2 separate regions of the Capra hircus genome follow, and region 1 is linked to region 2. Evidence: chromatin contacts called from public Hi-C data. All regions are on one chromosome and are shown on one strand. The core of a region is the stretch at or near the end of the contact, and the rest is flanking DNA. Distances in the headings are between cores, read along the strand shown.

Region 1 (4,599 bases), core at 392-2,891, 130 kb after region 2:
ACAGGCTTCCGGCCCCCCTGGGGGCCCCCACTGCCACGCCCCAGGGTGCGGACACAACGAGCTCCCGCCCCACAGACAGAATCCCCACCTCATCCGGACTGCCAAGGAACTGAGGGGCTCAGAGAGGTTAACGAAAATCACACAGCCTAGGGGGTCACAGCTACACCAAAGTGCTCTTTCCACTGAACACAAAACCGCACCCAGCTTGTGAAGCTGTTGTTGACTTTACAACAAAAATCAGTCTTCAGTATAGAGGGACCTTAACCCCAGAGCCGTGCATCACTGAGGCGTGTCCCTGCCCCTGGGGCTCCCACCTCACGAACTGTTTCTCCTGCTTCGAGCCAGCGTCTCCTTTTGGAGTGGGGGGAACCAGGTAACGACGCACGGAGGGACGGCAGGGACACACGCAGGCAGGGGCAGCCAGGGACGGAACCAGCGGTCTCAAGACCCAAACGGCAGGGCCCCAGGCAGGTTAGGCCCAGCTCCACGTGAGGCCAGCCTCTCGTGTTCAGGTGGCCTGTGATAAGAGGCGCTGGTCCACTTCACAGACTGAGGGAAACAGAGCTGAGTGTGACCAGCGTGTCCAGTACCTAGGTACCTCCTGACTCACCTGTCCTAAACACACCATTATCCTTTCAATAACACCAAAATTAAGACTCCACTATTTGTCAGAAATACCATAAAACAGAAGACCCCAGTTATCAGGTTCTTCCAGCACATCCATGACTGAAAACTCTTGTCTCTGTTAGAAACTTGTGTGGTCTCCTGTCCTTACTACTGATGGCAAAGTGAAAAACTGACAGGGAACAGACAGCCTGTTGGAGAGAGGTCTGGAGGAGCTCAGCCGCCCCCAAACCTGGAGGGCACCCGGGCCTGAGGACTGTAGGAAGTGTAGCTGCTTCTTACTGGTGGTGGTTTAGACAGAGGACGAGATGGCTGGATGGCATCACCAACTCAATGGGTGTGAGTCTGAGCAAACTCTGGGAGATGGTGAAGGACAGGGGAGCCTGGCGTGCTGCAGTCCGCGGGATCACAGAGTCAGACACGACTGAGCGGCTGAACCACCAGCACCAAACAATGGCAGACGCAGCCACCACAGGCAGTGAGTGGGGGCAGCTGTTTGCCCCCGTTAGACACACAGGGCTGCAGGCTCCCCGGAGCCTCTCAGTACACGTTTGCCCACCAACCTACCCGTGATCCTTGTTGTCTGTGCTGGGTGTGCAAAGGCACCTCAGCTACTGCTGTTGCTTCATGAATGCTGCAACTGACGCCTCAGAGAAGCCAGTTACACTCGAGAACACTAGCCAGAAGCTGAGAACTCCTCTGGGGGGTGTTTTAAACGGCGAAATCACCAACAGCACAGCTCAAAAATGCCGACAACAACAAAAAAAGGCATTAAACAGACCAACAGAAAGGGCGCTGGATCACAGACCTAATTCTGAAAGGAGGCCGGGCGCATGGCGGGCAGGAGAGCACCTCCTCTGCCCCGCTCCAGCCTGGGTGTGGCCGTGACAGTGCCACAAGGGCTGACCTGGAGGTGCAGACAAGTCCCAGCAGGCAGGCAGGCAGGTTTGCAAAATGCGCAAATCCAGCCTCCGTGAGGAGCAGCTGTGAGTGATGACGCAGAGGTGAACAAAGGCGATGACAAGCTCTCCACCTAGTGGTGACTGGGGAAACCACAGCGCTGCTTACCGACGCTGCAGAGCTGTCATGAGAGGAGTCTGGGGTTTGGTTTTAGGCTGTCAGGATGAAGGCACAGCTCTGCGCGCAGGGCCCCAGACTGAACTGCGACTGTGGACTGTGAGGAGTCTGCACTTCACAAGCTTGTCCTTCACCAGCAGCGCTGGCTTCTCTGTAAAATCCCAGAGGGAAAGGAGGGAGAGGCTTCAGCTTCTCCTCCTCCAGTCTTCCCTGGTGCTCACTATCACAACAGCTACTTGGGGGTCACATTAATTGGTGATCTAGACGCTGCTTCTCAATGCTGTTTCAGCCCATCTAGAAACACACCTGCTAGGGCCCACAAAAATACAGAACAGGTTCAGCTGTCAATTTGTGGTTGGAGAGAAGGCGATGTAAGCAAGCTAACAACATCACATAACTTCAATTTTATGACATCAATACACTCACATCATTAAAAAAGGATTTCATATGAGCCAGTGTTTGAGAGGGACAGTTAATCCACAACCAGTATAGTCAACCCAGGAAAATGCTCTTCAATTGTGTTCTGTTAAATATTCCAGCTCCAGTGGGCTGCGGGAGGAGGTGACTGCACCGGGAGGAAGCGCTCGTGCTACGAAGCAGCACCCAGTTCCCGCAGGGCATGGAGAGAAGCAGCCTACCATTCTCAGACTCAGCTAAGCCTCCTACGCCTCAGAAACCTGAGGCGTAAACGTTAGAAATGACTTTGTATGTGTGCAAAACACAGACACACACCTAAATATATGAACGCACTTATTAAATTTAAACCAAGGAGCATGCTGACCTAGGAGTATTTTCCATTCAGTCTGGGAAAGTTTCAAGGCCAGAGAACCAGTCTACCCTTAACAAAAAGGAATTCTTGATTTAATCTTTTACTTCCATCATTCAGTAAACAGATCCGGTGCATCTCAATTATCCTGAAAGTAAGGGTTTTAGATTCACTGACAAACTGAACTGGAAAACACTGAGAAGAAACATATTCTTTCGGTGATCCCCTCATCCCCTAATTCACAATAAATTCTCATCCTTGTGCACTGGATTTGGATTCAGAGTTTCTGGGGGAGTGGGGATGGAGAAGAGAAGCAAAGGAGAAAGGGAAGAAAGACTGATTCGTTAAAGGATTATTTAGTCTTTTTATTACTTGACCCACTGTTGAGACAATCTATAGCAAAAAGAAGAGAGTATATTAGCACACACAGTATAACCGGACTCGCAGCCAGCAAACGATGCGGAGCGGCCCTTGGGCGGCCCACAATGTCCAGAGCAGGAGGTTTCACAGGCTCCCTTACCAAGCCCAGACAGGATGGCTGCTGAAGCTCAGGATGTCCACTGAGACAGACGATGCCACTGCGATTCCTCATATGCACCCAGACTGCACAAAGGGAAAGCTCAAAATGTGAGCACTCTTAAATTCAGACTTCAATTTTCTTAGATTAAAAACTAAAAAAGGGGTAAACAGCAAAGCCAAATGACCTAAGAGCAAAATTCATTTAGGAAGCATCGTGGCCATCTAAACACACATGAACGTGACCATATACATACAGGAAACTGCAAACGCATGACATTCTCAAGTACAGTTTTGGCGTTTAAACAAAGATCAAAGTAAGCTTTAAGCTAACCAACAATTTTTAATATTTTAAATATAAAAAGGCAGCTAAACACAAAATACAGATCAAAAATCCTCATTGAGTATAATTTTGAAAAATAAAAAAGTTGTAATAAGGTGGCTTTCTATTCCACTCTAAAAGGTAAATAAAATGTTTCCCAGATTTATACTCCAAACTAGTAACAACCTAAAAACTGTTCAAATCTGTGAAAAACATGTACCATGACCAATTTAATGACCCAGGAAAGGGTAAAAAGGGATTAATAATTGGAGCCAGTTGCATACAGATGGGGAAAGAAACGCTTGCAGTCATTCCCAAATATACCCCCCACGTTGCGTTACAAAGATCACAAGGCAAACAAGAGTGCCCACATTACGGAGCTGTGAGATGCTGTTTAAAAACAGGTGAACAGTGGGGCTATCACTGGTGCCCAGGGAATAGTTTAGCAACACAAGGTTGAAAAGGCTGGAAAATACTGAAAGACAGTTAAGACTCAAAACAAGTTTACACAGAAAAGCCTCCCAGGGAATAAAACAGGGGAGAGGGAAGCAGAACTTCTCAGCAGGATGGCCTCTCTGACGGACGTGCAACAGACACGTCCTACTGCACCCCCAAGCCCCATAAAGTCTAGCGGATTTAAAGCGGGGCGAGGGGTGGTGGCGGTGCTGAAGCAAGTAAAGAACGCCCGCCCCAGGCCCCTGCCCCAGCGAGCTCGGGGCAGGGTCCCGACACTGAGCTGCCTGCCCGTCGCCCCGTTAGCAACACCTCTTCCCTTTCACATCGACATGGAGTATATCTTTCCTGGAGTCAGGGCTTACAGGGCATAAGAGATTACCATCCTGGAGTCACCTGAAGGGTGTACACTAACCAGAAACTCTGAGTTAACAGCCAAGAACGCAGACCTCGGATTCTCATTATCAATTCGGCACCTGCTGATGAGCATTTGGCACTGGCTGGAAAGAGGAAAGTCTAAGGAATCTGTGAGCTGAGGCATCTGTCGTTCAATCAGAACTGGTATCTGTGGCTTATGATTCGGTGTGAAATGCAGAAAGCAGGGATAGACAGCCACACCTCGATGTGCTGCAGAGCTGAAGAGGGAGCCTTAACCACCAGAGACAAACAGAACCAGGCCCTCAGCCGACAAATACAGATTCTTATTAAACAAGAAAAGACCTGGTCATATCACAGCAACAAGGGGCTTCTCCACCCTTAGGCTACTTTAACTACAGACAGATGTCCTGCTACATGAAGGTTCTTCTATACCTGTTCTTCCTAATCCTCAGAGCTTCATGAG
Region 2 (4,773 bases), core at 2,233-4,732:
GCTCAGTCATGTCCCACTCTTTGTGATCCCATGGACTATACAGTCCACGGAATTCTTGAGGCCAGAATACCAGAGTGGGTAGCCTTTTCCTTCTCCAAGGGATCTTCCCAACCCAGGGACTGAACCCAGGTCTCCCACATAGAAGTTGGATTCTTTACCAGTTGAGCTACAGGGGAATCCAAAAACAGTCAGACACTGGCAATTTCATGTAGCTCTATCTAACAGTCAAGACATACGTGCTGCAACGTGGATTTCAAATTTTCTTTCCTCTCTGTGCTCACATCTGTAAGATGTAAATAAGTTGTTTGCTTGGAAAATTAAAGCCCATCGAACCTAACACTTTGCATAAGGGAAACAAAATACATGAATAATCAGAGTCTGCAGGCATTTTTGTTTTGTTTTTGTAACTTTTCAGCCAATTATCTTCATGGGTGTAAACACTTCCACCGCCCTGTTCCCAGCTTTTTCCCAGGTGGCTTATTTTTCTGCTCTTGGGTTTACCAGCTCTCTGCCTTATTTCCATCATTCTCTTTCTAGTTCGCTTGTGGGGTTTTTTTGGGGTTTTTTTCCGACCCTTAAGAGACTACACAAGCTTCCGCGATGCGTGGTGGTGAGAGTATCGGATTGTTCTGCAAACAATATGGAGAAACGGGAGTAGGTGGCAGTCCTGGAAACACTGTGTGCTCGAGTCTCAGAGGGCTTTCTGTGCCCGAAACTCCCAGCGAGAACATCTGGGGCTACGCGCAGCTGCAGAGAGAGCGGCTTGTAAAGGAGGGACAAAGCCCTTTTATTTACCGGGAAACCGTGGTTTTCATCATTGCAGAGTTACAAGCGCGCCCTCTCCTGTTGGCCTGTAGTGCGTGCTTTCCCGGCGCTCTGCACAATCGGGGGAAAGTCCTCAATGTAAAGGAGAGATCCCTGCAGGAAGGGGCTCCCTGATGGCTTGGAGTCCGCCTGCCGATCCCTGGGCTGGGACGATCCCCTGGAGGAAACAACAACCCACTCCAGTATTCTTGCCAGGGAAGTCCCACGGACAGAAGAGCCTGGCGGGTTACAGTCCACGGGTTCTCAGAGAGTCAGACACGACTGAGAGAGTGGGCACACACAAGTTTAAAGCATGCTGTGCAGTGATTAGGCACACAGACGTGCATACACCGTGGACACGCAATCAGAACTAAAGTGGAGAGACGGCTCCAAGCAGGAGATGCCTTGGGAAGCACTATAGAACCTGGCTTTTCATTAGGGCGTAAAAACAACAGCAACTGCTCCTGTCCATTGCAGAATAGGAGTAAAAACTCTCCGAGCTTCTCATTTTAATCTCTGAGTCCCTTTTGTGGAAAGGAGAGAAATGTTAGCATTTGGGGGGTCTGATATCTCATGCTTTTGAGCTGATGGCATACAGGAAACAAAGCCGCTCTCTAGAGGAAACTGGACCTCCCTGACACTGGGCCACAAACCAGCCGTGTCATCACACCCCTTTCACTTCCAGCACTCACTGTCGCAAGACGCCTCCAAGCCAAGCTCCATTAACCAAATGCTGATGCAGACAAACTCCCCCTCTGCCCAAAAGATGCCTCCGCCTCAGTCAGTACCCTCCTCTCGAATAGGGACACAATCTGAAGACTCAGAATTTCATACAGAAAAGCTCCGTGGTCATTTAAGTGTCTCTTGGCTTTGTTAGAATGTGATTCTATCCCTTAACAGCTGGCACTCAGATCAAGAAGATCAATTCACAGTATCACATACTTTAAAAATTCTCGTTCAGTATTTGCTTTTCCTGCTATTAAATAAACATTGTTTTCTTAGTAATACAAGTTCCGGTGTTGGTGTGTGATAGTGTTTCCCAGTATCGTGGCAGTTAAGGGACAAACAAAGAAAACGATGGAAACTCCACAAGGCTGCTTAGAAGCAAATGATCAGCTGAACAGACCATCACATGCTCAGGTAGTCTGGGTTTCAGCGACCGGTTTCAGCCCCAGTGAAGTGGTCCCCAGCTGGAAGGATTGTGTCCTTTGGGGTGCAAAGTTCCCCTGGAAAGATTTCTTATTATCACCATTTGGGGAAGGGTGGTGCAGCTGGGATGTAGTAGATAGAGGCCAGTGACACCACTAAATAGAACAGCCACCCACACCAAGGAGCCACGTAGAGCTCAGGGGACTGTATTCGACGCCTGGTAGTAACCCGTGTGTGTGTGTGTGTGTGTGTGTGTGTGTGTGTGTGTGCGCTAAGTCACTTCAGTCAGGTCCTACTCTGTGACCCCAGGGACTGTGACCCGCCAGGCTCCTCTGTCCGTGGGATTCTCCAGGCAAGGATGCTGGAGTGGGGTGCCACGCCCTCCTCCAGGGGGTCCTCCTGACCCGGGGGTCGCGTCCTTGTCTCTTGCTTCTCCCGCCCTGGCAGGTGGGTTCTTTATTGTGCCGTGAAGCCACGGGTAGATGCCAATTAAATAAACCGACATTCACTTAATAAATAAGTGGACTGTGAGTGAGTCCAGTGCTCAATAAGCAGTGCTGGGAGTGCCAGTCATGAGGACAGCCCGGCTGAAACAACGACCTCACCCATGAGCCCCAGAGTGAACCGAAAACACAAGTGAGTCCACCCTTGTGGGATCTGGGGATAAATGGAGCTTCTACTATCCGCTAATGAGGCCGACTGATGTGCTGGGTAAAGCTTGGACTAAATGTTCTCAAAGATCCTTTCCAGTTCCTAAATTCCATGCGAATAAGAACTGTCAAATGGTCCGCTTGTAGAAGTCAGGAAGTTTCTATTCCTTCAGGGCGGCCGGAAAGGTCATGGAACTGGAATCTCGGAGCTGTTTCTGGAAGAGGAACAGAACGCCCCTCTCCCCAGCTGTACCCCACCCCCCGCTTGTTATTTACAACACAAGAGTGCTTTGTTCCTGCACCTTTCTCTGAAAGAACATGCGAGGCTGTCCCTAAAATTCCCAGAATGTACATCGGAGATTTCTTTTGTCTGTTCCCTGCCCCGCTCCCCCGCCCAGGCCCTCCCAAAGAAACACCCAAGGATGGCAAGAATCTTCAGGATGTGAATTATGGCCTTTGACAATATTTGGTCTTATTCCAGTTCTGCTTTGGATCTTTGACCTCAATGTGAAAAACAGAAACGCCTTGTTTCTTCTGAAAAGAGGAAATAGGTTTTCTTCTTTTTTTTAACTTTTTCTTTTGTGTTGGGGCTTAGCCGATTAACAGCGCTGTGATAGTTTCAGGTGGACAGCTAAGGGGCTCAGCCACACCTACACACGTGTCCATTCTCCCCCAAACTCCCCTCCCGTCCCGGCTGAGCCCCCTGTGCTGGACAGCAGGTCCTTGTCGTTCTCCTGTTTAAACACAGCCGTGTGCACATGTCCATCCCAAACCCTAATGGTCGCTTCCCCCGCAACCTTCGCCACCTCCCACAAACACACCCGCAAGTTCCTTCTCTCCATCCCTGAGTCTCTATGAGATGAGGACGCAGGCTTGCGGCCAGCGCCACCTCCTGGCCCAACGTGGACGCTGGCAGGGCAGATCCCTCGTTTGCTCTCTGCGTGGCCACCAGGGAGGCAGGAGAGGAAACGGCAATATTTCAGACAGCAACAGGATTGTAGTGCGAGTTAGGCATTCCCTGTGAAACACATCCACATAGATGTTTTTAAATTAAAGATAGAGTAGCTATATGATCCTGCGACCCCGATCCTGGGCAATCTGGAGAAAGCTCTAAAAGCTACTTGCACCCTACCTTCACGGCAGCACAGTTCAGAGCAGCCAGGCCATGGAAGCCACCTAGATGTCCATCGACAGGGGCGTGGGTAAAGAAGGCGTGGTCCCTACATACAGTGGAATATCACTCCACCATGAAAAGGAAGGAAACAGACACAGAGTCAGAAAGAGACAAACAAGTATCACATAATTAATGAGATATGAGGAACCAAGAAAAATGGGACTGATGAGCCCATATGCAGGGCAGCAAGGAGAACGCAGACGTAGAGAACAGCCTTGTAGGCCCTGGGGCAAGGAGCCGGGGGAGAACCGGGAGCAGCATCAAAGAGACACATCGCCCTGTGCAATACAGCCAGCGGGGCAGGTGCCGTGTGCTGCGGGGCTCAGCCCGAGCTCCGCTACGAGCTAGAGGGGGGATGGGGGGTGGGGGATGCGGAGGCGGCTCAAGAGGGAGGGACGTGTGCATCCCTACGGGAGATTCGTGTTGACGTATGGCAGAAACCAACACCACATGATAAAGCAATTATCCTCCAGCTAAAGATAACTTCGTAGAAAAGGAACGACATAATGCCGTTTGAAGCACCGTGGATGGGCCTAGGGACGACCACACCAAGAACTGAAGCGAGTCAGAGAAAGACAGGCGCAGCCTGGTGCCGCCTGCTCGGGGAATCTACCCACGCAGCAAACGGACTTACCTACAAAACGGAAACAGACTCACAGCCCAGAAAGAGGCTGGCGGCTGCCCAGGGGGCGGGGCGCGGGGGGAGGCGCGGCCGGGAGTCTGGGACTGGCAGAGGCAAGCCATCGCCTAAGGAGCGGATGAGCAGCACCGCCTGCTAGTGGCGCGGGGAACTCTATCAGTATCCTGTGATACACGGACATCACGGGCTAGAATCTGAAAAAGAATATATGCAGCCGAACCACGCTGCTGTACAGTAGCCCTGAACACAATATTTAAATAGCAGATCAACTCTACTTCAATAACATTAATTTTTAAAAAAAATTTAAATAACTGCAAGATTTAAAGGAAACAAAATATAGAGAGACATTTTTAAAA

The links. A called contact is a pair of places that touch in the nucleus more often than the background predicts.
Region 1: a Hi-C map of blood shows a contact between it and region 2, with 4 times the contacts expected there. The contact joins two enhancer-like sites. A contact is called at or near these places in 2 of 5 Hi-C or Micro-C datasets (both in blood).

What each region holds. Positions count from the first base shown.
Region 1 is chr19:60,915,985-60,920,583 of ARS1.2, forward strand. It overlaps FAM20A (pseudokinase FAM20A), which reads left to right. Exons shown (of 12, transcript XR_001919645.1): 12 at 2,241-2,472. PRKAR1A (cAMP-dependent protein kinase type I-alpha regulatory subunit) reads right to left here. Exons shown (of 11, transcript XM_018063935.1): 11 at 2,812-4,599. Among named protein-coding and RNA genes, the nearest start is that of PRKAR1A, 21 kb to the right of the region's middle. Within about 2 kb of position 1,642, at least 4 of the 5 cell types and tissues checked have an H3K27ac peak or open chromatin away from gene starts, as enhancers often do.
Region 2 is chr19:60,781,704-60,786,476 of ARS1.2, forward strand. It overlaps LOC102170088 (a long non-coding RNA gene), which reads right to left. Exons shown (of 5, transcript XR_001296933.2): 4 at 3,736-4,611; 5 at 2,889-3,621. Among named protein-coding and RNA genes, the nearest start is that of FAM20A, 91 kb to the right of the region's middle. Within about 2 kb of position 3,483, at least 4 of the 5 cell types and tissues checked have an H3K27ac peak or open chromatin away from gene starts, as enhancers often do.